2 separate regions of the Mus musculus genome follow, and region 2 is linked to region 1. Evidence: chromatin contacts called from public Hi-C data. All regions are on one chromosome and are shown on one strand. Each heading gives the region's core, a stretch centred on a gene start, on an enhancer-like site or on the middle of the called end of the contact. The rest is flanking DNA. Distances are from core to core; before and after follow the strand shown. Region 1 has its middle 60 kb from the start of 1700108F19Rik. Region 2 overlaps LOC115485926 (a long non-coding RNA gene).

Evidence for each region. A called contact is a pair of places that touch in the nucleus more often than the background predicts.
Region 2: a contact with region 1 is called in a Hi-C map of cerebellum, with 1.7 times the contacts expected there. The contact joins two enhancer-like sites. A contact is called at or near these places in 1 of 39 promoter capture datasets (the C10 cell line), 1 of 15 datasets of contacts at CTCF or cohesin (embryonic stem cells), 30 of 484 Hi-C or Micro-C datasets (the 63-12 cell line, the AtT-20 cell line, the C2C12 cell line and 16 more), 12 of 115 datasets of contacts at active chromatin or transcription factors (astrocytes, cardiomyocytes, a colorectal cancer cell line and 5 more) and 1 of 9 other capture datasets (embryonic stem cells).

What each region holds. Positions count from the first base shown.
Region 1 is chr14:76,615,689-76,619,247 of GRCm38.p6, reverse strand. No RefSeq gene overlaps it. Among named protein-coding and RNA genes, the nearest start is that of 1700108F19Rik, 60 kb to the left of the region's middle. Within about 2 kb of position 1,552, at least 49 of the 459 cell types and tissues checked have an H3K27ac peak or open chromatin away from gene starts, as enhancers often do. A contact at or near this core is called in cerebellar granule neurons and cerebellum, where this site is marked.
Region 2 is chr14:76,747,512-76,751,070 of GRCm38.p6, reverse strand. LOC115485926 (a long non-coding RNA gene) reads right to left here. Exons shown (of 3, transcript XR_383616.1): 2 at 42-160. Among named protein-coding and RNA genes, the nearest start is that of 4930431P22Rik, 11 kb to the left of the region's middle. Within about 2 kb of position 1,715, at least 14 of the 459 cell types and tissues checked have an H3K27ac peak or open chromatin away from gene starts, as enhancers often do. A contact at or near this core is called in cerebellar granule neurons and cerebellum, where this site is marked.

The DNA of each region.
Region 1 (3,559 bases), core at 303-2,802:
CAGGAATACAATCTTTCCACGAGAGTGAGGGATGCCAAAACTCACACGACCATGCCTGGCACCATGGGACAGGGCTATGTAATCCACTATCAGACAGAGACACCAAAATTATGAATGTGAGCAGTACATAGTATGCCATCTGACACACACGTGCACTCTCTCTCTCTCTTTCTCTCTTTCTCTCTCTTGCGCGCACACACACACACACACACACACACACACACACACACATACACGACAGGAAAGCTGTGTGCGTGGTTGAGGATCTAACTAATTGGAGAAACACTCTAAAGCAAGTCTAGATCTGAGGTTTTCCCCAGGACACCACAGCTGTTTCCTGGTCCTCAGGCCGAGGGAGAGGCACCGCCCGACCCTGCTCCAATGCTCCAGGTCAGCTCTCAGTGGTGTCCCATGGAGTCCTCACAGAAAAACATTTGGCCCTTGAATGTTTTATTCATAAAGATCATATGTCCAAGGGAACACGAGCTAGCCAAGTCAGATGAAATTAACGAGCGTAAATCAAGAAATGCAGACCGAGCCAAAATGGGAATTTTCAGAAAATGAAGTAATCACAAACAGTGCCTTGGTTTACTTAGACCGCAGACAACCAGAGGGTTGGAGACCCCTGCAGAGAACAAGAAGCAAAGGGCAAAGGAGAAACAAGCCGGGTGCTGTGGGCAGACTCTGGCTGCTGGCTGATTGCATCTTGTATGAACCGGAATGAAGTGTCAGGGAAGAACCTGGCATCAACTGCTCAGAAAAGGCCTTGACCATGTCCTGCTCAGCATGTCCAGACTTACATCCAACATCACGGATAGCACTGGTCTCAAATGGGCACCCAGGTTACCTATCTGGTTGTCTCTGGCCAGCAAGTAGCTTAGCTCAAAGAAAACACCTGAGTGCAGACCCTCACGGGGAGAAAGCATCAGAATTAACTATTGTTCTAAAACTCATTTCAGTAAGTCACATGGTGGGACCCTCGGCCCATCTCAGGTATTGACTATAAAAACTCACTGTTGCCACATCAGCAACAGGGGCTTTGAGATGCCCATCTCCCCATCCACCAGGAACCTTTTCAAGGGAATCAGGCTTGATTAAAATACACAGGGTCAGGCATGAATCCAACCAGCCTAGGACATATCAGGTGGCTGAGCATGGTATAGCACATGCTGTCCTAGATAACTCTTTCAAAAGAACAGAAAAAAAAAAATGCTGTCCTTGGCCAGAAGACAAACTCCTTTCTGACCCCACCACTCTTTGCTCTGGTCCCAAACACCCACAAGCCAAGGCTTGCAAGTCACAGTCCACAGTGCAAAACAGCCTTTTCAAGCCCTTGATAGCCTGGTGTGTGACACACACACACACACACACACACACACACACACACACACACATATCCTTCAGTGTGTTAGCAGAGACAATCTCCAGGCACTTTTAAGGACAAAAGAAGATTCCACGAAGCAAGTTCCTCGGTGTCTTGCTACTCGGCTCTACTGTGAACCATTGGCAAGCTTTCCTAAGCGGGGCTTCTCAAAAAACACAGTCCAGAAGGCAGGCTCGGAATTGCAGCCTGGCTGCAGGCCACAGCACAGCAGATGCACGTATTCATAAGCACGTCAAATACATCACTCAAGGCCTAAATTCGCAGGCCCGACACTGATCTGGGAAGTTGGACACTGGACAGCTCAAAGCCTCCTGGATGGAATTGCTACAATTATTTTACTGGGGGAACCTGTGCTAGAAGCACACAAAGCGACACAGAAAAGGTTATCTTCATTATCGGAGAAAAAACAATCCCAAAGGACATTGCCAAGCTAGGGAGGGTCCGATAACCCAAGAGCGCTGGGCAGGCAATACACAAGATACATGGATCTGCAGCTAAAGCCTTTTGCCTTTGGGCTGAAGCATCTTTGAACATTCAGTATACGATGAACCCCTATGAACTAGCTACCACACTTGGTGCAACAGGAAACAAATGGAAATGAAATCTGGCTCCCATCAGGTAGGATAAAGATAAAGTGTCTGCACTATTTAAGTAGAGGGCTCCCCCTATACTGGGGAAGCTAAAGACAGCTCACTGGAGGGAACCACGTCTTCCAAAGGACCAAGGATCCAGGCACGGGTAGGCACCAAGAGAAGACATTTACTGGACCCATACATGTGCAGAGGTATTCTGCCAGAGGTGTTACTACATAGTGCGCCCCTTTCCTGGCTGCTGAGAATTGAAGGGTTCCCAGCTGTTGTATGTCTTTAGAAGTTTTCCTCTGCTGTCCACAGCACCTCACCGTCCCAGGCTCGTGGGTTAGTGTCTTCATCCGCAACTGCTGGTATCATTTTGGACAGGTTCTGGAGACATCTTTAGGAAGTCAGACCCTAGTAGATTAGCAAGGAAGAGACCTGGAGCAAGAAGTCCCCAGCCCTTTCTGTCCCCCTTCTCTCACGCTGACTCCTGCCTACCACAGAAGAGTTTAGCTAGCTCAAGTCGCATCCCTTTCACCTCTCAAGCCAGTTCCTGTCTGCTATAGAATTCAACTTTTAGCTATTCCAAGCCCCACCCCCACTAGGCACACCCCATATCCCTGAACCTAGTGATGTGCTAAAACACCTATCTATTTTTCTTTTCTTTTTTTTTTTTAGACAGTTACATCACAATTTAATCATCAGAGTCAATGCAATCACTTTCAAAACTCTCCTTGTGGGAGATTAATCACTTCCTCCGTTGCAGCCACCACCCATATAATTTAGGGATTCCTCTCTGGGGCTTGTCCCCAGCATGCTTTCCATGTGCAGCTGAGCACGGTAGCCTCTAGCAACTCTGTCCTTTGAAGTGAGGGTGTCATTCAGAACCATGACTGGTGAGTGTGTCTGCGGATTTGGGAATTCCACAGTGTGCACCTCCTAAGTTGACCACGGCCACATAAGCTCCTCCTCCCACAGGGCTGCTGAAACCTAACCTAGCCCAATGGTGGCAGATATTTGCCATGTAAAGTGACTTTTCAGGCCATTTGAGTCTTTGCCTGATGAGTAACACAGATATAGATCCATCCGGTTAAGAAATATTTATCAGAGAACTTTCCACATGCCCAAAACCCACACTGCAAGTGGAGCTGTAAAACCAAACCAAACAGATCTGTATTCACATAGGGCCCAGATTCTGTTAGAGGCCAATTATCAGAAAATAGACAATAGAAGATAGCGCAATGAATGTCACCATACAGACACACCCAGAGATGCCGGAGGAAAGGATACTTGAAGGATAAAGAAACCCTTAGGCGCTCTGTTTTAAAGGAAGATTAGGAATTTGCTGAATAGTTAGGGAGGTGAGGGTGTGAACTCCTAACAGAATTTTGAGGTTGTGGGACTCAGCTGTGTAAAGTGGGGGCTGGTTGAATAACAGTGGAGATAAGAGGGGTCAGGGTGCTGCCCAAGGGCACGAGAACAGTGAGTAGTCATTGAAGAAAGGATACGGCAGAAGAAGAAGACAACAGCAACAGCAACTGATAAGCCAGAGCCACGGATCTGCTAATGGGATCATTTTGTTGTTTTTGCTCAGTAAGAC
Region 2 (3,559 bases), core at 466-2,965, 130 kb before region 1:
TCCAGGAAGCGGTGGATGTGTTGTCCTTGGGGTAAAGTTACCTGAATAACAGACATTTTCCTGTAAATCCTTGTTTCCGTTGATAATTTTGGAAGAACGAGAGCCATTTCTCCATGCTTCTGGACCAGCCACTTCCCTTTATGTCTTCATTGTAATCGCACTGGCAAGGATGGAGAGATTTTAAGAGAGACACTTGTGCCCACCCCCACTTCAGCCCTCAGACTACTGCAACAATGGCCCCCTCAGGAACTGGAATTTCCCAGAGACTCTGGGGAAATGCCAGGAGCCTCATGCTGGAAAAGGAAAAGGCCCTAGTGCCAGCTAGATTGCTCTCTCTCTCTCTCTCTCTCTCTCTCTCTCTCTCTCTGTCTGTCTGTCTATCTGTCTGTCTGTATCTGTGTTTGTGTCTGTGTGTCTCTCTGTGTGTGGTGGGTAGAGGGCTTGTCTCCCAGAAGAAAACATTTTACACAGTGCTGACTACATACCAGATCACTTCTTAGGAGAGACAGATGCTGAGACAGTGCAGGACCACACCTTGACCAAGACTGCTTGGTTATGCCTCCCTCTAGGTCTCCATTTAATCCTGAACCTTGTGTGAGGATTATGAGAATAGAGGTCATTGGCCCTGTTTATTTATTTCTCTTTCTAATGTGACTGTATCAAATATCAAATCCCCTTTCTCTGATTTTCCAATCTGCTGTCTCTTGCATTAGCCTATTGATGATGGATGGTCAAGCCTTTCTTATTGGGGCTTCCAGGGCCTGGGCTCTGACTCTAACGACCCTGGTAACATTACTGCCATTCCCTAAGGTTCTGATGACCTTCTTTAGGAGTCCAAACAGCCCATTACATGCCCTGTAAAGAGTTCTCTGAAAAATCATTGTGGGGCTTTACTCTTCTGGCATTACCATGACAAAGTACCACAAACATGGTGGCCGTAAGCACCCTGTGACTTTTGGCAGCATCATGCCTCGCTCCAGTTTTCTCTTCCCACAGCCTCTGGTCTCTGCATGCCTGTCCAAAATTCCTTCTTGCCTTTTTCTTACAAGAACACCTGTCCCCAGGTTTAGAATTCATTGCAAATTCTAGATACTTTAAATCCCTTTGATTTAATTATTCCATCAAGGACACTATTTACAAATAAGTTCATGTGCACAGGTGCCAGGGATTAAGGCATGACTGTATCATTTGGGGTCAACTATTCAATCCTTTCTCAGGAGGCAATAAGATTGTCATTGTGGATAGATATACATATACATACACATATACATATACAATTTTCTTACCTTTTTAGAACCTACCTATGTACCTTTCCTATTTTTTCCTTTCCTTAACACAGTCTTGTCCATCCCACCAAGATGGAGGACACAGCTATAGGGGCAGCCGGCCATCATAACCAGACTACCTGGGCTCCTTTCTGCACCGTGTCTGCACCTCCTTCCTTGCAAGGCTCACTGGGAGCCATGCTTTAGATATCCAACCCAGCCCTCCTCTGAATGCTTATTCCTCTTGCTCCTCCCAGTAGCCCAACAGAATAGCCAGGAGAATTGGATGTCACCCTGGGACTTGGCAGTGCCGGCTTGCCCCACCTGGCTCTTCACCAGGGTTACCGTAGGCACACATCATGTTTCATGGATGAGGCCAAACTGGGGACCCTGCTAAGCTGGAACGAGAAGAGACAGCGGATCTGGGTCAGAGCGAGAACGGTGTTTACAGTCAGACCAAGCAAATAGGCTCAGAGGGAATCTGGGTTGCAAGCTTGGCAGATGGATAGGAACATGAGGCCTGGTACTCAAGTGAAAACAGACCAGCTTTGCCTGCACAGCCCAGGTCTTGGCTCTTCTGACTGGGTAGCTCTACGTGGCATATTTTAGCTTGCAGAAGGCAATCACATTTAGCGTATCTTTCTTGATGGTTGTTTGCTTTACACCAGGATGTAGGGGTGCATAGATAAGACACTGTTTGCATTCATGTAGAAGAAAGTGTAGCAGGGGTCATATACATATTAAAAATCATTGTCATAAAGTGATAATTGCATGGGCAGTGTTATAGGTGGGCCAAGGACTGAGAGAGGGATGGCTGGATAGGGCCCAGAAGAGGTCACAGTTAAGCAAAAAATTAAAGGACCCAGTAAGTAAAGAGGGAGGGGCCGGGGGCAGTCTCTTCCTCTTTTAGTCATTTCTCCATAGTCTGGCTTTAGTGGAAAATGCAGAACATATTTTCTTTCTGGTGAGCAGAAGACCTATTCTATATCAAACCTATTCTAAAATGAGTTATGGCCTAACTAGAAATAACTCCACTTGGAAATGATTAGTTGGGATAGGGGCTGAGTGTCAGTGGCCATAGTCACTACCGCTAATCTTCATCATTCAGAGTGCCCTGCTCCTTAATGTGCTAAGCCTTAGAGGTCAGCGCGTTTCAGTGATCCCTCGCCAGTGAGCACATCACAGGACCCATTTGGATACACCTGCTCTTAAAAATGCTTTCTGGGGTTGGGGGCGGGGGCTGGGGTGAGAGCTATTGGTAAACTGCTTGCAACACAAGCATGCAGACCTGAGCTCAGTACTCTGGGTAATAAAAACCAAATCAAACCAGTATGGCAGCTCATGTTTGTAATCCCAACACTGGGGAGGCAGAGAAATGTCGGTCTCTAGGGCACACTGGTCATCCAGCCCGGCCTACCTGGCAAGCCCCAAGACCATTTGAGGGACAGACACTGCTTAAAAACCAAGGTATACAGATCCTGAGGAACAAAACCCAAGGTTGTCCTCTGGCTTAGATTACACACACATTCCTGTTCATGCACACCCACATACAAAAACAAATGTTTTCTACTGACTTTGTATGTCATGTTGTTGTGTCTTGGTGACCAAGAAGGCAGTCGCCAACCTCTGTTGGGGTGACAAAGCTTCTGCTCATCAGTTCCTGTCCCACATCTCTCAGTTGTGGAGCTATGAATAGATAAGGCCCCCGTAGACACATGTGTTAGAGCACTTGGCCCATATAAGGAGTGATGCTACAAGGGGGTGTGGCCTGATTGGAGTGGGTGTGGCTTTACAGGAGGAAGTATGTCACTGTGGAGGCAGGCTCTGAGACGCTAAGCCCAGGCTCAGTGACTCACAATTCTTTTCCTTTGGCCTTCGGATCAAGATGTAGAACTCTCAGCACCTCCTCCAGCACCATGTCTGCCTGCGTGCCACCATGCTTCCTGCCATGATAACCCCAGTTAAATGTGTCCTTTATAAGAGTTGCTATGGTCATGGTGTCTCATCACAGCACTAGAAACCCTTACTAAGACAATAGTAAGTGTCTCGTTGACTTTGACTTTGACTTTTTTTTTTAATTATTTGGCATGGATGTGCAAATGTATATGCAAGTACCCAAAGAGCTCTGGCACTCCCTTAAGCTGCAGTTACAAGCAGCTGTGAGCTACCTGACTTGGATGTTAGGAACCAAACTAGGGTCCTTTGCAGGAGCAGCCTGAGATTTTAACAGCTGGGCCATCACCCCAACCCTAAAAATGACTTTTTTTAGAATGTGTCTCTCAACTAATACCTTT